4 separate regions of the Pan troglodytes genome follow, and all the other regions are linked to region 3. A link is a contact called in public Hi-C and HiChIP or PLAC-seq data. All regions are on one chromosome and are shown on one strand. The core of a region is the stretch at or near the end of the contact, and the rest is flanking DNA. Distances in the headings are between cores, read along the strand shown.

What was found. Hi-C and Micro-C count contacts between places; a contact is called where the count stands out from the background. HiChIP or PLAC-seq counts read pairs in DNA pulled down with a chosen protein or histone mark.
Region 1: a Hi-C map of stem cell-derived neural progenitor cells shows a contact between it and region 3, with 11 times the contacts expected there. The contact joins the enhancer-like site here to the promoter of FJX1 in region 3. A contact is called at or near these places in 5 of 7 Hi-C or Micro-C datasets (blood, induced pluripotent stem cells, a lymphoblastoid cell line and 1 more), 1 of 1 datasets of contacts at active chromatin or transcription factors (stem cell-derived excitatory neurons) and 1 of 1 other capture datasets (stem cell-derived neural stem cells).
Region 2: an H3K4me3 HiChIP or PLAC-seq map of stem cell-derived excitatory neurons shows a contact between it and region 3, with 7 times the contacts expected there. The contact joins the promoter of TRAF6 here to the promoter of FJX1 in region 3. A contact is called at or near these places in 1 of 1 datasets of contacts at active chromatin or transcription factors (stem cell-derived excitatory neurons) and 1 of 1 other capture datasets (stem cell-derived neural stem cells).
Region 4: a Hi-C map of stem cell-derived neural progenitor cells shows a contact between it and region 3, with 4 times the contacts expected there. The contact joins the promoter of APIP here to the promoter of FJX1 in region 3. A contact is called at or near these places in 1 of 7 Hi-C or Micro-C datasets (stem cell-derived neural progenitor cells) and 1 of 1 datasets of contacts at active chromatin or transcription factors (stem cell-derived excitatory neurons).

Annotation. Positions count from the first base shown.
Region 1 is chr9:40,277,214-40,282,549 of NHGRI_mPanTro3-v2.0_pri, forward strand. No RefSeq gene overlaps it. Among named protein-coding and RNA genes, the nearest start is that of COMMD9, 22 kb to the right of the region's middle. Within about 2 kb of position 1,423, at least 4 of the 24 cell types and tissues checked have an H3K27ac peak or open chromatin away from gene starts, as enhancers often do. A contact at or near this core is called in induced pluripotent stem cells, stem cell-derived neural progenitor cells and stem cell-derived neural stem cells, where this site is marked.
Region 2 is chr9:40,519,548-40,524,932 of NHGRI_mPanTro3-v2.0_pri, forward strand. It overlaps TRAF6 (TNF receptor associated factor 6), which reads right to left and starts at 3,910. Exons shown (of 7, transcript XM_001154136.7): 1 at 3,680-3,910. RAG1 (recombination activating 1) reads left to right here and starts at 4,083. Exons shown (of 2, transcript XM_016920686.4): 1 at 4,083-4,169.
Region 3 is chr9:39,627,883-39,633,237 of NHGRI_mPanTro3-v2.0_pri, forward strand. It overlaps FJX1 (four-jointed box kinase 1), which reads left to right and starts at 1,390. Exons shown (of 1, transcript XM_508371.7): 1 at 1,390-3,918. The coding sequence starts at 1,684. The coding sequence ends at 2,997.
Region 4 is chr9:38,922,124-38,927,321 of NHGRI_mPanTro3-v2.0_pri, forward strand. It overlaps APIP (APAF1 interacting protein), which reads right to left and starts at 1,387. Exons shown (of 7, transcript XM_508364.6): 1 at 1,236-1,387. The coding sequence starts at 1,292. It overlaps PDHX (pyruvate dehydrogenase complex component X), which reads left to right and starts at 1,646. Exons shown (of 11, transcript NM_001280073.1): 1 at 1,646-1,823. The coding sequence starts at 1,664.

The DNA of each region.
Region 1 (5,336 bases), core at 173-2,672, 650 kb after region 3:
AGGCTGTGGGCATAGCAGGCTCTAGGATTTCTGCTCTTGATGTCACTGTTACCCAGACCCCTAGAGCTGGGTCCCAGATGGTGCAGCTGAGACGAGCTCTCTTCTCCTCAGCCTCACTGTCCTCCAGCAGTGCCCCTTCCAGCCTCTGAGGTTAGCAAAAGGCAGTGGCTGGTGGCACTGACTGAGTGACCACTCAGTCAACCCTAGTCCCTGTCAGGATAGCCATTTTTTTCATTCATTTGTTCATTCATTCCTACATGCATTCAACAAATCCTGACTGAGTATCTGTAACTACAGGCACTGTCCCAGGCCCTGTCCTTGAGAAAACGCAGATCGAGAATTGGACAATGCGGGCTACCAAGCCCTCTCATTCCCTTCTTCCTCATCCTGTCACTGCTTCTGGCCTTGAGGCCCAGAGCTGACCCGAATCATCACCCAGGACCCATTCCAGCCCCTGGCCCTGGCACTGCTGATTCTGATTTAAGTCCATTTCTTAATTTTATTTCATGAGACTAAAATGTCGTCAGAAATCAGGTTGTAAAGGACACTGAGTAATATTCTTCTGAGTTTGGGCTTTATTCTGAGTATTTTAGGCAGGAGAGTGACATTAGATTTCCATTTGCAAGACACCTGCAGCAATGAGGAGGAAGGATGGGAGGCGGGGTGAGAGGGATGGCACGATGGGAGGCAGGGAACCAGTTTGGAGGCCTTTGGACTCGTCCAGATGAGAGGTGACAAGGACTCCTTGCCATGTCCCCCCACCCCCAACCCCATCACATCAAACCTACTCTCAGAAAAGAACTGATGAGTCCTCTGATTTGTGGAAGGGCTCACCCCAGTGGAGGCACCTGTGTACATATTTGAAGTTAAACCAACACTGGGCATCCTTTATTTCTCAGACACCTTCATGTACAATGAATCCCCTCCAAGCTGCATTGCCAGGAAAAAGTACTTTCCATCTCTCTCTTTTAGAGATGAGAAACTGAGACTTAGCTCTAAGCAGACCTAAATTTGAATCCTGGCTCCACCACCTGTCCAGGTGTAGAAAGTTCCACTGTGGACTGACTGTGGGACTTGCATGGTTGCCATGAGCAAAACCTGATCTGGAAGAGTTGTATCTAATGGGCCCTAATGGTGGCATTTCAGAAGCACCGAGGAGACCCTGGGGGCTTCTGCAGCTGGGTCTGGGGAGCAGGGTTGAATGGGTGCCCTGGGTGGGCCTGCGCTGCCTGCTCTGTCTTCTGCCTTCTCTGCCTATGTTGCCCAGGGCCTGAGCAGGAGAGTTCTGTTAGGTGAAGGGTCTGGGCCTGAGGTTTTCTTTTGCAGGAAGCTTCTCCCCTTGCGGGGTTCTAGGAGAGGCCTGCCCACTACCCCACCTTCCCTCAGCTTCCCTGGTCTTTGTTCCGATTTTAGGCCAAGGTGGGAAGATAAGGAGGACGACTGCGCCATCTGCTGGGCATCTTGGGGAAGCTCCAGCTGCGCCCAGGTGAGGTTTGGCTTTTGCCCATGATAACCTTGGGTCACCAAACAGGGTATGGCCCCTTGACCAATGATCTCTTTTATAGAAGTAGCCCCAGGGATACACTTCCAGTTCAGCTGGTGCCAGGAAGCTCTCGGTACCCACAGAAGCTGCCCATTATCTGTGCGCTCAGGTGTGGGGAACAGAAAGGTGAACAGTGTGTGGGGGAAGGCACAGACACAGACCATTAAAATGCAGTGTGCTGAGGAATGATGGAGAAAACGCAGGTGGGGAAGACAGGCCAGTTAATTTGACTTCCTGGGCCCCTGTTAGGTGCTGCTCCTGAATCCAGAAGGATGACTAGGAATTAGGCCAGGATTAAGGGAAGCCATTCCAGAGAGAGGGCATGGCGGGGCAAAGCCCTGGTGACCATGCTGCCACCTCTGCTCAGGCCCAGGGCTAGTGCCTCTTTCCTGCCCTCCTCCAGCAGTTGGAGACTTTGCTGACCCCTTGGAAGTGCTGGTCCCTGAACTCTACAGTGGCAGGAGCTCAGAAGATCCACGTCTGCCCCTCCACTTACCACCTCAGCAGCAGCTCCTTCCTACCCTCATCCAGAGTTCCCAATCCCTACCTCTTCCTACCCAAGCCAAATAGTGTGGCTGGGAGACTGCTATGAACAAATCTCCCACGCTCACAGACTCAAAACCAATAAAGGCCAGAAATCAATGCTGGAGAATGAAAGCAAGCTGGAGAATGATGAAATCACCTAGTTGGTGAATTAGGGCCCAGCTGAGGTCGATTTAGGACGAGCAATTCAAGTGAGCGTGAATTCTGTCAGTCTGCCATTCTATTGCATTCAATCTAATTCAGGCATGGTTTACTACACAGGTCAAATCCTGTGAGTTTGTGGAAGAAGTGGGATGCAAAGGGACATTTATGGGGCAATGTACTGTGCGCCAGTCACAGTGGAAGATATCATGGATACCGAGTGAATGAGACATGGTCTCTGTCCTCAAGAAGCACCCACATCACCACCTGCTCCTCCCCACCACTGCATAGCTCCTTTCTGTTCTTTTCTCTTCCTGCAGAAAACCTGCTTCCAGGAAAGCAACTGATAAATTAAGCCACACTGAGCTGTAGTCAACTGAGTGGGTGTTTATGACCGTACCTGTGAATTGTCTCTCACTATCTGCTCTATTTCAGTAAAATACAGAAACCCACTAGCTCATTCTCCTGCCCTCCCCCACCCCAATGTGTTAGCTACACACAAGACCACCCAGCAGAGACTGTATTTCCCAACCTATCTTGCAGCTAAGTATAGATCATGTGATTGAGGCCAGTGGGATATGAGTGAAAATAACGTGGCAACTTCTGGGGTATACCCTCCTCCTCCTCATCCTCTTCCCCTTCCCTCTTTCCCATGGCTGGGATATAGACTTGGAGGGTGATGGGGCACAGGCTTTGCTCACAGCAATGAGGGCAATACTTGGTGGTTGGTGAAACAAGATGGAAGGATTCTGAGTCTATAAACCAGAGCAGAACGATCCTACCCACTCAAAGCCCCTACCAGCTCAGACTTTTACATAGAAACTTCTAAATTCTTTAATCCATGGAAGCTGGGCTTTTGTTAAAGCAGCCAAATCAATATCCTAATACAGTGACTCTTGCTCCCTGATGTTTAATAAGCAAATAAGCAAAAATATCTTGAGTAAGAGCTTTATCAGAGTTCCTGAAATTCTAAGCAGAGGCCATCCCCTGAGCTGGGGATCCAGCATGTGTATAACAATGACCCCATGCCCTCTGATATCCCAGAGCATCTCTCAAATCCTTTATCATTCAGTTTGTTGGGACAGTATTGTATTTTACTGTGTGGTATGTGTGTTAGGTCATATGGCTAGTTCAACATTGATAACAATAGCCAAGAAAGTTCTATTCTTCAGCCTGTGGGTCTATGCAGTTTACCGTAAATTTATGAGATGCATTACTTAAGTAGTTATCATCTCTACTTACAGATGAGACCTAAAAGCCCATTAGAGACTTTCCCAAGGGCCTGAGGCTAATAGAAACTCAGCCTCTCAGACTAACCTTCAAGAGCTCTTGACACTTCCCCAAATAAAGAACCATTCCCTCTCCTTAGAGTTTAGGGTCCTCTGACACCAACCAGGGAATACTACTAGAAAATCTTTTTTATTTTTTCTTTCTTAAAGTACTTGTAAAAAGGACGATTAAATCACAGAAATGTGAGCACCAAAGAAAGAAGGAAGTTGTGCAAAGGTCAACATTATGCTGGTAAGAGAATGTTTAGGAACGATCAGTATTTGGAAGCCAACAGGCACAGTTTCACAATTGTTCTTGTAAATGTTCAACCACTGGAAAACTTTCAAAATGCCAGGTAGCCAATGGCTTCTAGATTAAAATATTAAAACAAATAATAATTTTTAAAAAAATTGTCACTTCTGATAACATTTCAGCTTACTGAACAAAGTAACGGAGAGCCTCTCGCACCACGCTGGACTCGTTTCCTGGAAATTTGTAAATACCAGACCACAGAGCTTGACTAATGACTATTGGACATGGTGCCCACTGTGTGTGTTCAGAGAACTGGCTTGTGTGGGAAGAACCCAAATGTCTGGTCCTCGTGCCAATTTGTCTTTGGACCTAAAAATCACCAGAAAAGGGAGGCAAAGGAAAATGACCATGATCCAGATGGAGATGGTAAGGCAGGACTGATGACGGAGTGAGCCGAAAGTTGCCAAATTAAGGGGAAATTTAGGCGATCTGCAAAGAATCATGAGTTTTCTCTTCCCCAGATTGAGGCAGGAATGGAGAAAACACTGGCTTTTGAGTTGAAAGCCCCAGACACAAGTTCCAGCTCAGCCCCAGACTACTCTGAGCTGACTTGTCCTCAGTAAAATGCACAAATACTTGTGAATGGATGCTCCAATAACCTCAGAAGGTTTGTGTGAAGAGGTAAGATGATATCTAAGAAAATGTTTCAAGTTCTCTCATGTGCCACACAGGTGAGGAGATTTATCATTATATCATGAGAAAAAAAGCTGAAATGGGGTGTTGGGGCATGTATTATTACAATTCTTTTTTATTTTTATTTTGAGACAGAGTCTCACTCTGTCACCTAGGCTGGAGAGCAGTGGTGCGATCTCAGCTCACTGCCACCTCAATCAAGCTCAAGCAGTCCTCCCACCTCAGCCTCCTGAATAGCTGGGACTACAGGCATACACCAGCACGCCCAGCTGATATTTGTATTTTATGTAGCGACAGAGTTTCACCATCTTGCCCAGGCCAGTCTCAAATGCTTGGCCTCAAGTGATCTGCCCGCCTTGGCCTCCCAAAGTGCTAGGAATGCAGGCGCAAGCCACTGCACCTGGCCACAATTCTTTTGAACAATTCTTCTTCCTTTTGCTTAAGCAAAAGAGGAATCTTTTGGTTCCAATGACAGGTGTCAGTAGTCATCAGAACTAATCACAAATATCCCACTTTTCTTCCATCCTGGCACATGGTAGGATTCAGCTTCTCTGCCCTTTCATGGTTAGGTGTGCCCATATGATTTGACTGTTACTTCTGGGCAGGAGCTTTAAGATCACAGGTGCAATTTGCCATAGTCCCTTTCCCTGCCTTGGTGATTGCGGAGGCATGTGTTGAGATGAAGCTTCCATCATCCTGGGCCCTTAGTGATTACAGTGAGCAGAATACCCACCCTCCTCCTCCAACCTGCAGTGAATGTGCAGCATTGGCAAAGAAACTTTAGTTGTGTAAAAAGCCACTACAACCTTGGGATTGTTTGTTACTGCAGCATAACCTTGTATTGAGTATATGTTCTTATTTTCTGTATTCTTCATGCTCTAACATTTGGGTCCTT
Region 2 (5,385 bases), core at 2,660-5,159, 890 kb after region 3:
TCTCAGGGGAGTAGGGAGGCCCGAGGAGAGGGACAGTAAGGGTACCAGCTGGTCAGTGGAGCAGTCAGAGCTCTCACATTTATTAAGTTCATCATCTCATATGGGTGTGGTGCATGTACTCCAAAACAACAATTACAATAGTAACATCAAAGATCGCTGATCACAGATCACTATAACAGACATAATAAAGTTTTAAATATTCCAAGAATTACAAAAATGTGACAGACAAATACAAAGTGAGCACATGCTGTTGGAAAAATGGCGTGGAAAGACTTGCACAACACAGGGTTGACATAAATCTTCAATATGTTAAAAAAAAAACAAAAAAGTATCCGTGAAGTGCAAAAAACCAGTGCTATAAAATGAGGTATATCTGTACATTTCTGTGTCCAATTACTTCCTTAGGTAAATTTCCTAGAGGTAGAATTGTTGGATCAGAGGGTATGTAACTTTTTAAGCTTTCTGATAGATAATGCTGGTTATCCAATATGTATCAAAGACATTCTAATTTCCACTCATACAAGCACAGTATATACGCAACAGTCCATTTTCTCTACGCTTGACAACATCAGGTATATTTCAGTCTTGAACCATTTTTTTTTTTTAAGTAAAATCACTTTTGAGGAATTAGCATTTGTTATTTGGTGTATGACATATATCCAAGTGCTGGCCAGAAGACAAAGGCAGAAATTATGAAGCTAGGTGTATCTTTTCTTTTCTGCCCAAATGTCCAGTTTAAAATGTAGTTTACTGGATAGTCTATACACTGCCTGCTTCCAGTCCAGTTCAAAAGGCTTGAAGGTCTTTAGGTCTGAAGAGACCTTTTATAGCTAATGTGTTCCTAAGAAAATCTGTCTAATCAGTTATAATTCCTTAAAAGGAACTCCACTGTGGGAATGCAGTGTGACACATAAAAGTGAGCATGTTCAAAATCTATTTGCCTTCAAGTTTCACATTACTTTCCATGCTTTAAGATGCAATCCAGAAGCTTTCTATTTTCCAAATAAACTTTTTCATATAGTCATCCTTTAAGTCCACAGTATTTAGTTCCATGTAACTAGACATAAAGGGAAAATTAAGTTAAAAACAATTCTTGACTGCCACTTCGCATTTTTGTTTCCTCTTTCTTTGGTAAAACATTTTGTCCCTTTAGTTTTAAGAACTGCAATGACTTAAGGAAAAATCACGTTTCTAACTTAATTATAACGATAACTAACACTAAGAGAAGAACAAAAAGTGCTTTGTATATATACGTATATACACATATATAAATGTATATATGTATATATGTGTATATACGTATATATACATGTATTATACATACATATATAAATGTATATATGTATATATACACATATATGTAGATATACATATATACATGTATTATACATATATACATATATAAAATATATGTATATATTATATATGTATATATACATGTATTTTATATATGTGTGTATATATACATATATATATACACACACTTTTTTTTTTTTTTTTGTCAGGGTCCTGCTCTATTGCCCAGGCTGGAGTGCAGTGGCACGATCATGGCTCATTGCAGCCTCCACCTCTTGGGCTCAAGTGATCCTCCCACCTCAGTCTCCCAAGTAGCTGGGACTACAGGTGTGTGCCACCAAGCCTGGATAATTTTTGTATTTTTTTGTAGAGACAGGGTTTTGCCATATTGCCCAGGCTGGTCTCAAGCTATCCTCCCACCTCAGCCTCCCGAAGTGCTGGGATTACAGGCATGAGCCATTATGCCAGGCCTAAAATAAAAATTTCTTACAGCCTCTATTCTAGTATACTTACATGGCTTTCTACAGGAATTAATGAAGGGATGGAACAAAGTATAAATTGTTCCTTAACTTGTATGTTAAGAGTGTCCTGATTGTAATTCCCTTTTGCAGTTGCAAAATCTAGTATGATAAGCACTACCTTAAAGATTGTGGAATGTAACTACTGCTAACTTATTTCAGCCGTAAAATGAGTAGTATTGAAAACAGCCTTGTCATAAATCAAGACTTAAATTCACAAATTAGTAACTGGGTGTACATTATAATCAAAAGAGAATACTGTAACATGTCTTGGGGGAGGGGGAAGTAGGATAATCCACAAAAAGTTTGTCCTCCAAGGCAGATGCTAAGGAGGTATGTGCCAAGTTAAAAGAAGTCAACAAGTTATGTCTTAAATGAGTCAATTTTAAGTCAACTGAAATTCATACATGAGTAAACATGTAACTTATTAAAGTAAAACCATGTAAAGAAAATATGAGAAATTATCTTTAATGTGCTACTAGCTTTAGAAACAGAAACTGTTTACCAGCTTCTTAAATTTCTAAAGTGTGAAGACCTACAAATGTACTCCAATGGCCAAGAGATGCTGCAAAATACCCAACTGTTGTGCCTTAACTTTGAATCCAAATTCAAGGGGCATTCCCCTTCCTGGGCACGATTTACTCTGCTCCAGGAGGCAAGGATTTGAACTTCTCTCCAAATCTAAGTGACCAAAAGTTTATCGGCATCACATGCCCAAATTTATCACAGAGAAGAGCTCATGTTACAATTCTGAAATATTGTGGTGCATGCAGGCTGAAACTCTGATGTGATCCTGTACCCACCACATGCCGGACTCCTTCCTAGAGTCACAAAAGAGGCCACATTGTTCCTGCCTATACACTCAACTCAACCTCAAAATTTGAAAAGCCCCTCTCCCTTCCCTAGTAATCAAAGGAGAATGAATGAAATGATAGCGGCCAAGTTCACAAGGCCAACACAGAATTTCTTTACCAGTTTTTCTCGTTTCTACATGGAACCTATGTAACAAGACATTCAGTAATAGTAATCTGCTCTCAGAGAAAGAAACAATTAAATACCATACAGCGAAGCTGCTAATACTTTATTTAGGTGCTTTCTGTTCACATTCAAGACAGTCCTAACTCAGCTGGAGTTCCCCTTAAGCCAAATACTAGGAACAGCTTTATCAACCCGGCGTCTGGAACAATCGCTCGAACTACCGAGTGTAGGGGCGGGGGAGAAAACATTCGTGTCATCTGAGCCTTTTTTTTTTTTTAAACTCGCTGCCTGAGACTTCTATCGAGTTCAACAGGGAATCCAAAAATAGCTTTCCCATGACAGTGACAGACGGAGTCGCCAGGAACGTAAAGGATTTTTTAAAAATTTAAGCAGGTGTTTGCTCCAAGGAGCGGACAACTGCAGGAGGCAATTTCCTTATCTGGGAAGGGGAAAAAGCGGAGTTGAGGGGAGCGAGGTTGAGGAAGGCAACGCGGGGTTTTTTAGGGGGTGGAGTGAGCGAGGAAGAGGAGGCCTGGGGAGCAGAGGTCAGGGGACAGGGAACGGTGTCCCCGACCTGTGGGAAGCGTGGGGACAGAGGCTGCGTCCCGACCTGCGGGAAGCGAGGGGCAGGGAACGGTGTCCTCGACCAGCGGGAAGCGAGAGGACAGGGGCGGCGTCCCCGACCTGTGGGAAGCAAGGGGGTAGGGGGCGGCGTCCCTGACCTGTGAAAAGCGAAGGGACAGGGGAGGCGTCCCCGACTGGTGGGAAGCGAGGGGACAGGGACTGCGTCCCCGACCTGCCGAGAGCGAAGGGGCGGGGGGCGGCGTCCCTGACCGCTGGGAAGCGAGGCCGCGGCCGCCAGGAGGAGGCGCCTGAAGGAGACTCACCGCTCTAGTGCGCGGGGAGGCCGAACCAGGAGGGCAGGGCTCCCCCACCAACCGCACGACTCCGCTCAGCCAAGGCGCTGGTAGAGGACGGACACAGACACTGCGCGCCGAGACGAGGCTGCTTGGACGGCAAACTCTGGATCCAGTGGGAGCCTTCGCCACCTTCGCTGGCCGCCCGCAGGCCAAGCCCCAGCTGCGGACGCCACTGCTTCCGCCTTCTCTGCTTGCTGCGGGGAGCGAGGGGCAGGGAGCGCGCCGGGGAGGAGACAGAGCGGCCGAGTTCGGAGAGAGTGCCCCCTGGCGGTGATCCTCCAGGCGGACTGTGGCGCGGGCCGGGCGGCGCCCCCAGCCCCGCAGCCTGGCTTTCTTCCTGCTCGGGTGTCCCACCTGGGAATTCGTTGCACCGCACAGCCGAACCCGAGTGTGTCAATGGGTGTGTGTTGGAATGAGGATGGCGACGAGAAGATCCCTCCCGGAATAACTTAATTTGGTGAGCAGTGGCGACAGTAGTAATCCCAAACTGCGCTTTTATAGCACCCCTCTCCAAGCAGGAGAAAACCCCAGCTGGGCTAGATCGCTTGACCTTCAGGAATTCTTAAACCCCTCCCCAGCTCCACCCTCCTTGCCCAGGAAGTTTCCGCGATCCATAGAACCCTCTATTATTACCTGCTCTTCCCCTTCATCCGGTCCAAGGGAGTCAGCCCTTGCCTTAAATATTTCTTTGAATTTCCTGCCAAGAACACCAGGCTTTGTCTTTCTCTGTCATGGGAAAACTATTTTAAATTCCCCGTTTAACTGGTCATAAACGTCTAGAGAATGTACCACGCGTTTTGCTGGAGAAGCACAAAAGAGTTTCATCCACCTCTGCATATTTGGTTCATCGTCCACCTCTTAGGGGAGGTTTTCCAGGATAGTAGTCATGCGTATGTATCCTGAAGCCAGAATGCTTGGTTCCAATCCAGTTTTTCCTATAATAAATGTGTGATTTAGGTAAAATACTTAATCTGTACTTGTTTCAGTTTTCTCATCTCGTATTAACATGGGGATAATAATAGTATCTACCTCACAGGGTTGTTGGAAGGATGAGATAAAATATGTAAAGAAATTATTTAAAACTATCTGGCCAGGCACAAATAGGCTCATGCCTATAATCCCAGTACTTTGGGAGGCTAAGGCAGGAGGATCACTTGAGGCCAGGAATTTGAGACCAGCCTGGGCAACATTGTGAGACCCCATCTTTACACAAAATTAAAAAATTACCTGGGTGTGGTGGTGCACATCTGTAGTCTCGGCTACTCTGGAGGCTGAGGTGGGAGGATGGCTTGAGCCCTGGCAGTCAAGGCTACAGTAAGCCATGATTGCACCACTGCATTCCAGCCTGGGTGACAGAGTGAGACCCCGTCTCAAGGAACAAACGAACAAACAAACAAACCCAAAACTAGGACATAGTATGGGCTCAATAAATGTTACCAATACTGTATGTCCTACTTTCTGGCTGCCAATATTCATTAAAAATGCTTCTCTTTTTAAGAAGAATTTATCACTGGTTCTCAGGTTCTGTCAACCCCCTTTTAAAAGATTGTATTTTGAAACACTTAAGACATAAAAAGAGCACAAACATCTGTGTGCTCACCACCCAGCTTTAAAAAATAAAACATTGCCAGCCTTTGTGTATCCCTCCCTAGAAGCTCCTCTTAAAAATTAAA
Region 3 (5,355 bases), core at 140-2,639:
AAGGAGAGAAACGATACACACCATGTAAGGAAACAGATTTCAAACTCTGGCCTTTGAGAGGTGGATTCCACCATGCCCCTGATCTTGTGTCTACCCTGGGAATCTCAGTGTGGATCTGGGACTCATTCTGATACAGAGAGGTAAGGGAGGGCCGACTGGCATCCAAAAGTTTTCCTAGTAAATGTAACCCAGAGGTGGCTGGAAGATGTGTTGGGGTGAAGAGGTTGTTCATTTTGTTTTCTTTGCTCCTTCACCGCCTCCCTCCCCCCCCCCACCACCACCATTTCTTTTTCCCTTAAATCGTAAAAGCAGTAAATCAAATGCAGTATGGGATTGAGGTTTTTTTCCTTTTCATTTGAAAAATCCTTTTAATTGAAAAATCACATTTGGGGAACAAAGTGGTCAAATGACAGTGAATTTCAAACTTGAGAATGCTGACTTGATTAAAAAAGAAATACTGATCTTTCTTAATGGAGGGAAAATCAAGTGCATGCGGCCAGGAGACCTGGGTTTGACTTTTAGCTTCGCCACTTGCTAATTGTGCAATCCTGAGCAACACCCATCCCTTCTCTGTGCCTCAGTTTCCTCATGGACAAAACGGTATCATTTCTTTCGAAAAGTCGTCCCTGACTCCCCTCTCCCCAACACGAGGTTGGATGGCTATAATCTCTCTTAGCAACCTGAGAGTCCCACTGGGATGTAAATTCCAGCAGCACTGGGACCCGGATCTGTGGACTTTGCTTCTGGTAAGCAGAACCAGAACCGAGGGGCAGTCGCTGTGTTGAATGGATCCATGAATGAATGGGAGATGGCCTAGGTGTTCAAGGGGCACGTGCACAGCGAGGCTTCACTCCCTGGGAGTCCCTTGGGAAAGGCAGAGCGGCCAATACTGATTGGTGCTGATGTGCGAGCTCGGAAAAGGGAGTGTCGGTTCAAAGTTGTTGGCTACAGCGGGTTCCTCTTTCCGCTGGAATCACATCCTCTGTGGCTCGGAGACATTCCCAGGGATTTACATAAAGCAGCGTGAATCACCCAGACAGAAACTGAGAAAGCAAAGGGACCCTGCCTGATCCTAGCCTGGCGGAGCTCGGAAAGAGGTGGAAATCTGTCTGAAGTTTGCAGGAGATCCGCGCTGCCTAGGCAAAGGGACCCGGCGACCACGACACCACCGCGAGGGCCCAGGGCGCGTCCCTCCCGCCAGGCCCCAGACTCCGGCTCTGCGCCACCCCCTCCTACGCCCCGGCGCGGGCGCAGCCAGTCCGGCTTCCTCCAGGCCCCTAAGTCCCAGACCGAGTGTGGGGCCGCCTCTCCCTCTCGGAAGGAGCCATCGCCGCTTTAAGTGGAAGAGGAGAGGAAGGGGGCGGGGGAGCGGGGGGCGGGGAGCGGAGGCGGAGGAGGGGGAGGGGGATCCCCCTCGCTCCCACGTGGTCCGGGCGCCTGTGAATCGCGCCCACCGGAGGGTCTCACAGCGAAATACAAAAGCAGCTGGGAAGCGGCGGGGACTCGAGTTCCCAGCGCCGGGCGGAGCGCCGGACAGAGCCCCGCAGCACCCCGCGGCCGCGATGGGGCCGAAGCGCCCGAAGCCTCGGAGCCCACAAACTGCCGGGCCCGCCTCGCCGCCGGGACCCGGGTGCCTGGGCTCGGCTTGAAGCGGCGGCGGCGCACCGGCACAGCCGCGGGAGCATGGGCAGGAGGATGCGGGGCGCCGCCGCCACCGCGGGGCTCTGGCTGCTGGCGCTGGGCTCGCTGCTGGCGATGTGGGGAGGGCTCCTGCCGCCGCGGACCGAGCTGCCCGCCTCCCGGCCGCCCGAAGACCGACTCCCACGGCGCCCGGCCCGGAGCGGCGGCCCCGCGCCCGCGCCTCGCTTCCCTCTGCCCCCGCCCCTGGCGTGGGACGCCCGCGGCGGCTCCCTGAAAACTTTCCGGGCGCTGCTCACCCTGGCGGCCGGCGCGGACGGCCCGCCCCGGCAGTCCCGGAGCGAGCCCAGGTGGCACGTGCCAGCCAGGCGGCCCCGGCCGGAGGAGAGCGCCGCGGTGCACGGGGGCGTCTTCTGGAGCCGCGGCCTGGAAGAGCAGGTGCCCCCGGGCTTTTCGGAGGCCCAGGCGGCGGCGTGGCTGGAGGCGGCTCGCGGCGCCCGGGTGGTGGCCCTGGAGCGCGGGGGTTGCGGGCGCAGCTCCAACCGACTGGCCCGTTTTGCCGACGGCACCCGCGCCTGCGTGCGCTACGGCATCAACCCGGAGCAGATTCAGGGCGAGGCCCTGTCCTACTACCTGGCGCGCCTGCTGGGCCTCCAGCGCCACGTGCCGCCGCTGGCACTGGCTCGGGTGGAGGCTCGGGGCGCGCAGTGGGCGCAGGTGCAGGAGGAGCTGCGCGCTGCTCACTGGACCGAGGGCAGCGTGGTGAGCCTGACACGCTGGCTGCCCAACCTCACGGACGTGGTGGTGCCCGCGCCCTGGCGCTCGGAGGACGGCCGTCTGCGCCCCCTCCGGGATGCCGGGGGTGAGCTGGCCAACCTCAGCCAGGCGGAGCTGGTGGACCTAGTACAATGGACCGACTTAATCCTCTTCGACTACCTGACGGCCAACTTCGACCGGCTCGTAAGCAACCTCTTCAGCCTGCAGTGGGACCCGCGCGTCATGCAGCGTGCCACCAGCAACCTGCACCGCGGTCCGGGCGGGGCGCTGGTCTTTCTGGACAATGAGGCGGGCTTGGTGCACGGCTACCGGGTAGCAGGCATGTGGGACAAGTATAACGAGCCGCTGTTGCAGTCAGTGTGCGTGTTCCGCGAGCGGACCGCGCGGCGCGTCCTGGAGCTGCACCGCGGACAGGACGCCGCGGCCCGGCTGCTGCGCCTCTACCGGCGCCACGAGCCTCGCTTCCCCGAGCTGGCCGCCCTTGCAGACCCCCACGCTCAGCTGCTACAGCGCCGCCTCGACTTCCTCGCCAAGCACATTTTGCACTGCAAGGCCAAGTACGGCCGCCGGTCTGGGACTTAGTGTCACCGGGAGGAAAAGAGAGAGACCTGGGGCTGGGGTATGGATGATGGGGGGAAGGGCCGTCGCCTCTGCTACTGTCAGGGACCAGCCGGCCAACGCCCACCCGCAAAGGTGTCTAAAAACTTCAGCTTTTCACCCATCTGCCCCTTTCTTTCAATCCCACGCTGTTTCCTTTCAAAGTTCTGGGAGGACGAACTCACCGAGGCGAGAAGTGTAACATTCTCTCCACCCAGCTTATAAAAGGATTCTTTACTGTGCCAGCACGGGGATTGGATCCGAAGAAACTGGCTACTGGGGTTTGGCCCCCGAGTGGCCGTCCCTGTGGGAGATGCACCCCGTTCTTGGGCCCCCCTCATTCCCTTTTCGAAAAAGGAAAACTTGCGTTTGAGCCGTTGAGCTAATTCTGCAATTTTCTACCAAACAGAGCGCTGGTGGCCCCGGAGCAGGGCTGTGACATTGGCTGGTGGAGCCCCCTTCCTGTGTTCTCCCTTTGTTCCAGCGCCGCGATGGTGAGATCACTGTTCCAAGCAGGGGGACGGCTCCCGATAGGACAAAGAGAGCAGGACCTCCAGACTGGGGAGCCCTGCAGACCTTGACAATTTGCCTGACTCATTCCTGACCTCTTGTCATTTTGGCCTGAAGGCTACAAATTCAGGGCCAGCTGTATGCACTAAGTCAAATAATGAATTTCTTCCTCCCTCTCGCAACCGACCAAAATTTTGACAACGATGATGTTCACCAGAAGGAAAAAAAAAATCAGTTTTATGCACTTTATTTTGTTTTGATTTTAATTTTTTATTAAGAAAAACTTTTTTATTTTACAGAATTTACCTTCTCTGTATATATGTGCATAAAGTGTGGTGTAAATATACTAAACAAACTTATATTTCAATAAAAGGGAGTTTAAAATTTATAATTTAATTCCTGTGGTTTTAACTTGTTTGATGTTTCTGATGCCCCATCTGCTTTCAGAATAAGATTTAGGTTTTCTTTCTTGTGGATGTGTTTTTAAAACAAAGGATGCATATCCATTCCAGTTGTGACTACAGAACTTACAGAATTGAACAAAGATAAGAGCAGACTCCCTGTCCTCACTCAGATGAACCTTGGTGCTGGAAATTTGAGTTTAGCCTAAAATGTGGGGGGAGATGGGGAGAGAGATGGGAGGAAAGTGTTCTATTTCCTGGCAAATAAAACTTTGATGTGAAAGGATTTCACTGTAATATATTCCTATATTAATCATTTGGCAAATATGATAGAACCAGATGTAGGGACTAAAATATGACAAACACCCCCTTTTTAAACTTAACTACCGTGATCACATGTTGCAAATTATTATCAGCATTGTAATTACAGTGCATCACAATGTGTACAGATGATAAGCTGAGCCCACATTGGGAGCAGGTAGAGAAAGTCATAAATTAATTCTTCTCTTAAATCTCCTGGCATAAATTCCAATGGATTCAGAAGATCATAATCTCCAACATCTGGACTCATCCAGTTCTCTGAAGAGGTTGTACTGTTTTCTGGGTACTAAGTGCATGGTCCCCTCAGAGCAGCCAGCGTGAGACCATGAAGGCTTACAGTGCTTTGTGTATGACATTTGGACCCTTTCTAGGACTTCAAACAAATTATTTTTGGATTTTTATCTCAAGAGGAAGAGCTTGATTTGTATTTTACGGCCTTTGGTGTTTTATTTTGGCATTTTCTTTGGTATCTGGGCCCAAGTGATCTTGCCTGTTACCTTCTTTTTATTTAATGACCTTTAACTCAAATCAACTTCTGGTTGCAACTTTAATAGTTTTTTATTTGACTTGCATTTGTAAACCTAGGGTTTTATAGACTCAGGAAGCTATTAAATCTCTGGGGGTTCCCCTTCTCACTCTGCATTACAACATAGTGTGTAATTTAACTATTTAATGTCATCCTTATGTTTTCAGTGCCTTTTGCTAAGCCAAATCTTATCTCAGCCTTAAAAAAAAATAGTCCATAAACTATCTGTGGTGTAAGTCAAGTGTTTGCACAGTACAGCCATAGAATATACTGATAATCAGAAATTTATCTTTTTTCAAGACATTGTTAATGGGATACCTCTCATAATTACACCTTTCAGAAAGAAACATTTTCCATTTCTGGTGATTATTTCACTATTAGATTTGCTGCTTTAGTTAATGGAGGCTGTTCCAAGAACAGGACAAGTATTCAGCAACCTGCATTTTTACCCAACATATTCATGGAGGAAAACAATGAGCAGTAATAAGTTAGAAGTTTCACAGATTGCACAGGAAATACATCCTGGATCCCATGAAGATTCAGCACTGGTGAGTTCCGGGCCAGCAGCATTCTCTACATTCTTTC
Region 4 (5,198 bases), core at 137-2,636, 710 kb before region 3:
GGTGACAAGAGCAAAACGTGTCAAAAAAAAAAAAAAAGTTGGCTCAAATTTTTCATGAACATTGAGTGCAGCAAAAAAAAAACCATGCCTGTCCACCAAGCTGTCTGTGGGCCATGTTTGGTTTGAGAATCCTAGTTTATTCTCGGGTCCCTTAAGGCTCTCTTTGATGCTCATTCTGATGACATTACACTAAGATTTACTGATTGAGGGTACGGACACTTCTCCATACACACTTGCCTAGGAACGATCTCCAGTTACCTGTCCTATCTCCAAGATCTTCTCTCTCTCATCCAATCTTGCCTATCCAGCATTCTATTTTCAGAGTCGTCTTTGCTAATTTGGGGAAGTCACTTATTCAAACAAGAAAGTGGTTGACAAATGTTTAGCAATGAAATCTCCCGCGAGTTACTACTTTTTAATTAGGATTTCAACCCTAAGAAAGATATAGATAGGAGGAATAAGATAGGGGGAATAAGGAAGCTAATTTTGAGGGGTTTCCCTGCCTCTTGGGTGGGGTTTATCATATTGTGCTGAAACTGCTTATTCGTCTAGTTCTCCAGACCCTGGGCCATTTATCTTACATATTCCTATCTCTGAGCGCGTAGAAGGCGCTCCATAAAACTGTTGGTTTGTGTAAATGACCGAAAACTACATGCAGCGTGAGGGTGGATTTCCCTTTGACTTCGGCTTAAGGAAGAATCGTTCCCATGATCATCCCACAATTCATCTAAACGGAGATAGGCAAGGAGCAACTGCTCAAAGGCAAAGCGCTGGCAGCTGAGGCACAGCTCCGGTTCGGCAAACGTCTCCCGAGTGCCAAACGTCTCCCCAAACGCCTAACTGGTCGTCAGGGCGCAGAAAAGCAGCTCGGGGGGCGCGCTCTTCGCCCCAGCTCCACTTCGGTGCTTCACGATTCCTTCTCTGGCCTGCCTTCCTGATAAATACCCGCTGAGGTCACCTAAACGCTCTCCTCTCAGTTATTTGCTTCTTTCCAACGTTTGGCGCCCAGCTCCTGCCATCGGAGCGCCCCGCCCGAGACCACTGATCTCCTGGGGCCTCGCAGCCTTGCTTCCGAACGCGAAGGTCGCGGTGCGCCGGGGTAGCGAACGGCCAGGCCCGAAGCCCCGCCCCACAGCCAAACGCCCGGCCCGCTACCCCGCGCCCAGCTCCAGCCGCCGGGTCCCGCCTGGGCCTCTCCTCCTGGGAATACCGGGCACCGGTGGCCCCGCCCCTACCTGCGCGCCGCATCTCCGGGAACAACAGTCTCCCTCCCGAGCGTCACAGCCAGACATGGCCCAGACCAGGGACCCGCGCGGCCTCCAATCTCCGCACGGCTTTGCGCGCGGCGCTCAGCCTGGGATGCGGCAGCGAGGCCGCAAATGCAATCAGGCGGCGCTGAGGGCAGCCCGGGGGCGGGGCGAACGGGGCGGGGGCCGGGGTCTGGTAAGGCCCCGCCGGCTGGGATATCCAGCGGCGCACCTGACTTCCCGGGAGGCAAGGCCAACGTGGTTGGAGGCGGGGCTGGGTTGGCGGGCGGGGCTTCAAGTCCGAGAGACCTAAAGGCACCGAGAGCGTCTGGGGGCGTGGCCAACCATGCGGGAGGCGGGGCCTTGATGCTGGACATCAGGCTGTGCTGCGGGCAGCCAGTGAGAAGGCCGTGAAGATGGCGGCCTCCTGGAGGCTGGGCTGTGATCCGCGGCTGCTGCGTTATCTTGTGGGCTTCCCTGGCCGCCGAAGCGTAGGGCTGGTGAAGGGGGCTCTTGGGTGGTCTGTAAGCCGCGGAGCTAATTGGAGATGGTTTAACAGCACGCAGTGGCTTCGGGGTGAGTGGCCGGGGCTCACTCAGCTTCTCTGTGTAGCTGAGTGATGGGCCTGGGACAGGGGCAGTTATGATTGAGGGCCTGCTTTTGGGTGTGGAGGTGCGCGGGCTCCTTATTCCCTTTCCTCCTTCTCCGGGTGGGGTCCGCCGACTTGGCCTAATGCATGCTGTGAAGGGCTTTCTTGGCAGCTGGGAGAACTCGACTCTGCCCTAGGCCCCCTGGTTTGTATGGCTTTGTGACCTTGCCTTGGAATTTGGGTTATTTGTGAGGCGCAGAGAGGGTTCCCAAACTCTCCTCCCTCAGCCCCCTTTCCAATCAAGGCTCAGGTTTCTTTAGGGTTGTCAAACGTCTCGGACGAGAAAAAGCTGCCCAAGGTTGCCGAGATTGAAAAGCCACTGTTGGGAGTTCTTACTTATTCTCTAGGCCTCTCTCTCTTAGGAGGTGTTTTCATTGAGGCCAGTCGAGTTTTACCCCACGCCATGACTCGTGGAAGACTTAAATTTGTAAATTCCTACGGCATCACAATAGACAAAGGTCCAGGAGAATGTTTCAAGCAAATATTCGCTTGAAAGAACGAACATTTAGGAGATAAATCATACCAAAAATTTATTATAGAAAATTGTTGTTTAGTAATGATATTGATGCAGTTAACACAATTCTTGCAGTATTTAACAGTATGCAAAATGGCAGGCCGGGTATTATTTTTCCTTATTTTGGGAGAGGGTTGGAGGGAGGCGGGGATGGAGAATAGGACTGACGTTTTTTAGTGTGATGTATTACCTGCCAATCATCGTTCCTGGCACTCTACAGAATGAATTTTAATTTAAATAGGTCTAGTAGACGTTGCCTTCATATTCTGAGCTACCTTAGGCTCAGAAAAAAAAAAAATCACACAAAGTCACATGGTAAGATGAGTGTATTGGGGTTCCTAAAGGTTCCGTAATGGGAACAATTTATTTCATTTTTGGTGTAATGTTTCATAACATATTCCTTGGAGCAGAGGTGCTTTAACAGTGTGTGCAGAATTCCTTCTTTTCCCTCCTCCAAGTTTGTTGAAATTAAACTTTTTTCCAGCTCCTAGAGATTCGGTCTGGTCTGGTGTGGGGCTCAGGAATCTGCATTTTACAAATGTTGGATGAGTTTTGATGTTTTATTTTGACATTTAATGGAATGAGCTTTGAGACTCACTGCCTTAGAAAATCACGGAATATTAAAAGTTTAGTATTGGATATAATCTAGGAAGAGTGCTCTTAATCTTGTTTATCAAGCAGATCCTTTTGAGAATCTTTGAAAATGTTACAGACTCTGTACAGAGAAAGTACCATAAATGGTCACACACAAAAATGTGCACGTAGTGGCTCACGCCTGTAATCCCAGCACTTTGGGAGGCGAAGCTGGAAGATAGCTAGAGCCCAGGAGTTGGAGACCAGCCCGGGCAACAAAGTGAGACCCCCGTCTCTACTTAAAAAAAAAAAAAATGAAAGAAAAAAAGCCAGGCGTGCTGGCATCCCAGCTACTCCAGGGGCTGAGGCAGGAGGATCCGTTGCACCCAGGAGTTAGACGTTTCATTGAGCTATGATCCTGCCGCTGCACTTTAGCCTGAGTGACAGAGTGAGACCCTGTCTCAGGAGAAAAAAAAAAAAAGTATACATAGGCCCAGTTTAATGCCTTTAGAAACTCAGTTAGGCAAGCAATCCTTATCTGCATCCTGATGATGCTTTTTTACCTATTCCCTATCCCCTAGACATATACCATGAACAACTTGTCTACCCCAGTTTGAATACCATCTGTCAGGAAGAAGGCACGGCATCTCAAGGAAAGCCAAATTAGTTTTGTAGTGCTGCTGCAACGAATTACCAGAAATTAGTGGCTTAAAACAACACAAATTCACATCTCATAGTTCTAGAGGTCCGAAGTCCAAAATGGATCTAACTAGGCTAAAATCAAGCTATTGGTAGGAGCTGCATTCTTTTCTGGAGGCTCGAGACCCCATTCCCTTAAGTTTTCCAGATTCTAGAGGCTTCTAAGATTCTTTGACTCATGGGCTTCAAAGTCAGCAATGGCTGGTTCAGTCTTTATCACATTACATCACTCTTAATACTCCCCTCTGCCTTCTGCCACTTACAGGGACCCTTGTGATTACATTGGGCTCATCTGGATGATCCTGAATATTTTCTCCATCTCAAGGTTGAGTAGAAACCTTAATTCCATCTTTAACCTTAATTCCCTCTTGCCACGTAACAGCATATTCATAGGTTCTGGGTATTAGGACGTGAACCTTTTGAGGCATGGCATTCTGCATGTGAAGCTGTGGAAAGTATTTGGAAATACTAAGTATTTGGAAGTGTTGGACTTTTTTCCTAATACCGAGCCAAAATATATCCGCTTCTGACTTTCACCTACATACAGATTTTTGTTTTGCCATGCCGAAAACACGTGGCAATCCTTGAACTATTTGTTTTACAAACTGTGAATTTACGGTGGTGTTTTTTCTCTGAGCTTGGTAGAAACTGTAGTTTTATAAAACTAAACAACTATTTGGATTACTGTAAACTATATAAATTAAGTACATTTATTGAACTGTTTCGTCTTTCACACAAATATCTTTAAAAATTTGTCAGTCGGAACTACCTTTGGAGTTTTAATTTCCTTAAGAGGTGCTGGCAGCATTTTTATGAGCTATGACATATGCCATTTTCTTAGCACTTCCTAGAATTTCTCATTCACTTCTCACATAACCTAGTAAAGTTGGCATCATCTGCATTTAGTTGGACAAAAACACCAAGGCTTAGAGAAATTGAGTCTCCTAAAGACATGTAACTGTGTTGATGAACTGAAGTGCATGTATATATTTATATACATATATTAATTTGTTTAACAAATCTTTAATTTGTATCATTCTCTCAACAGATTTATTGAGAATGCAGAGACTATCTTTTTTACCACTTACATTATTGAAGAATGAGTGAAGAAATTAGCATCTATTAGGTGCCACGCACATGGTAGCCTGCTTGGGAAGTAGTGGCCAGCTGAATCAAACAGATTCTCAGTATTTGCCACATGGCACATTTAATCATACTTAGCTCCTGGACATGCAATCCAAAATTCTATATAGGGCTGATCCTTAAGGTATTTATAGTCTCTTTGGGGACGTAAACAATAAAGGTATGATTTCAATAGTGTATACAGTAAGCTCAGGGGGTAAGTTTGAAATGATCAGGAAATAATATATAAGGCAGCTTCTTGGAGGAAGAGGTGACAGCCCTTACAGGCTGAAGGAACAGCAGAAACAAACACCCAGAGACCAGAGTGATCGTTATATAATTGACACAGCATCTGTAAACAGTTTTTCAACCTACTCTAGACAGTTAACTTCAG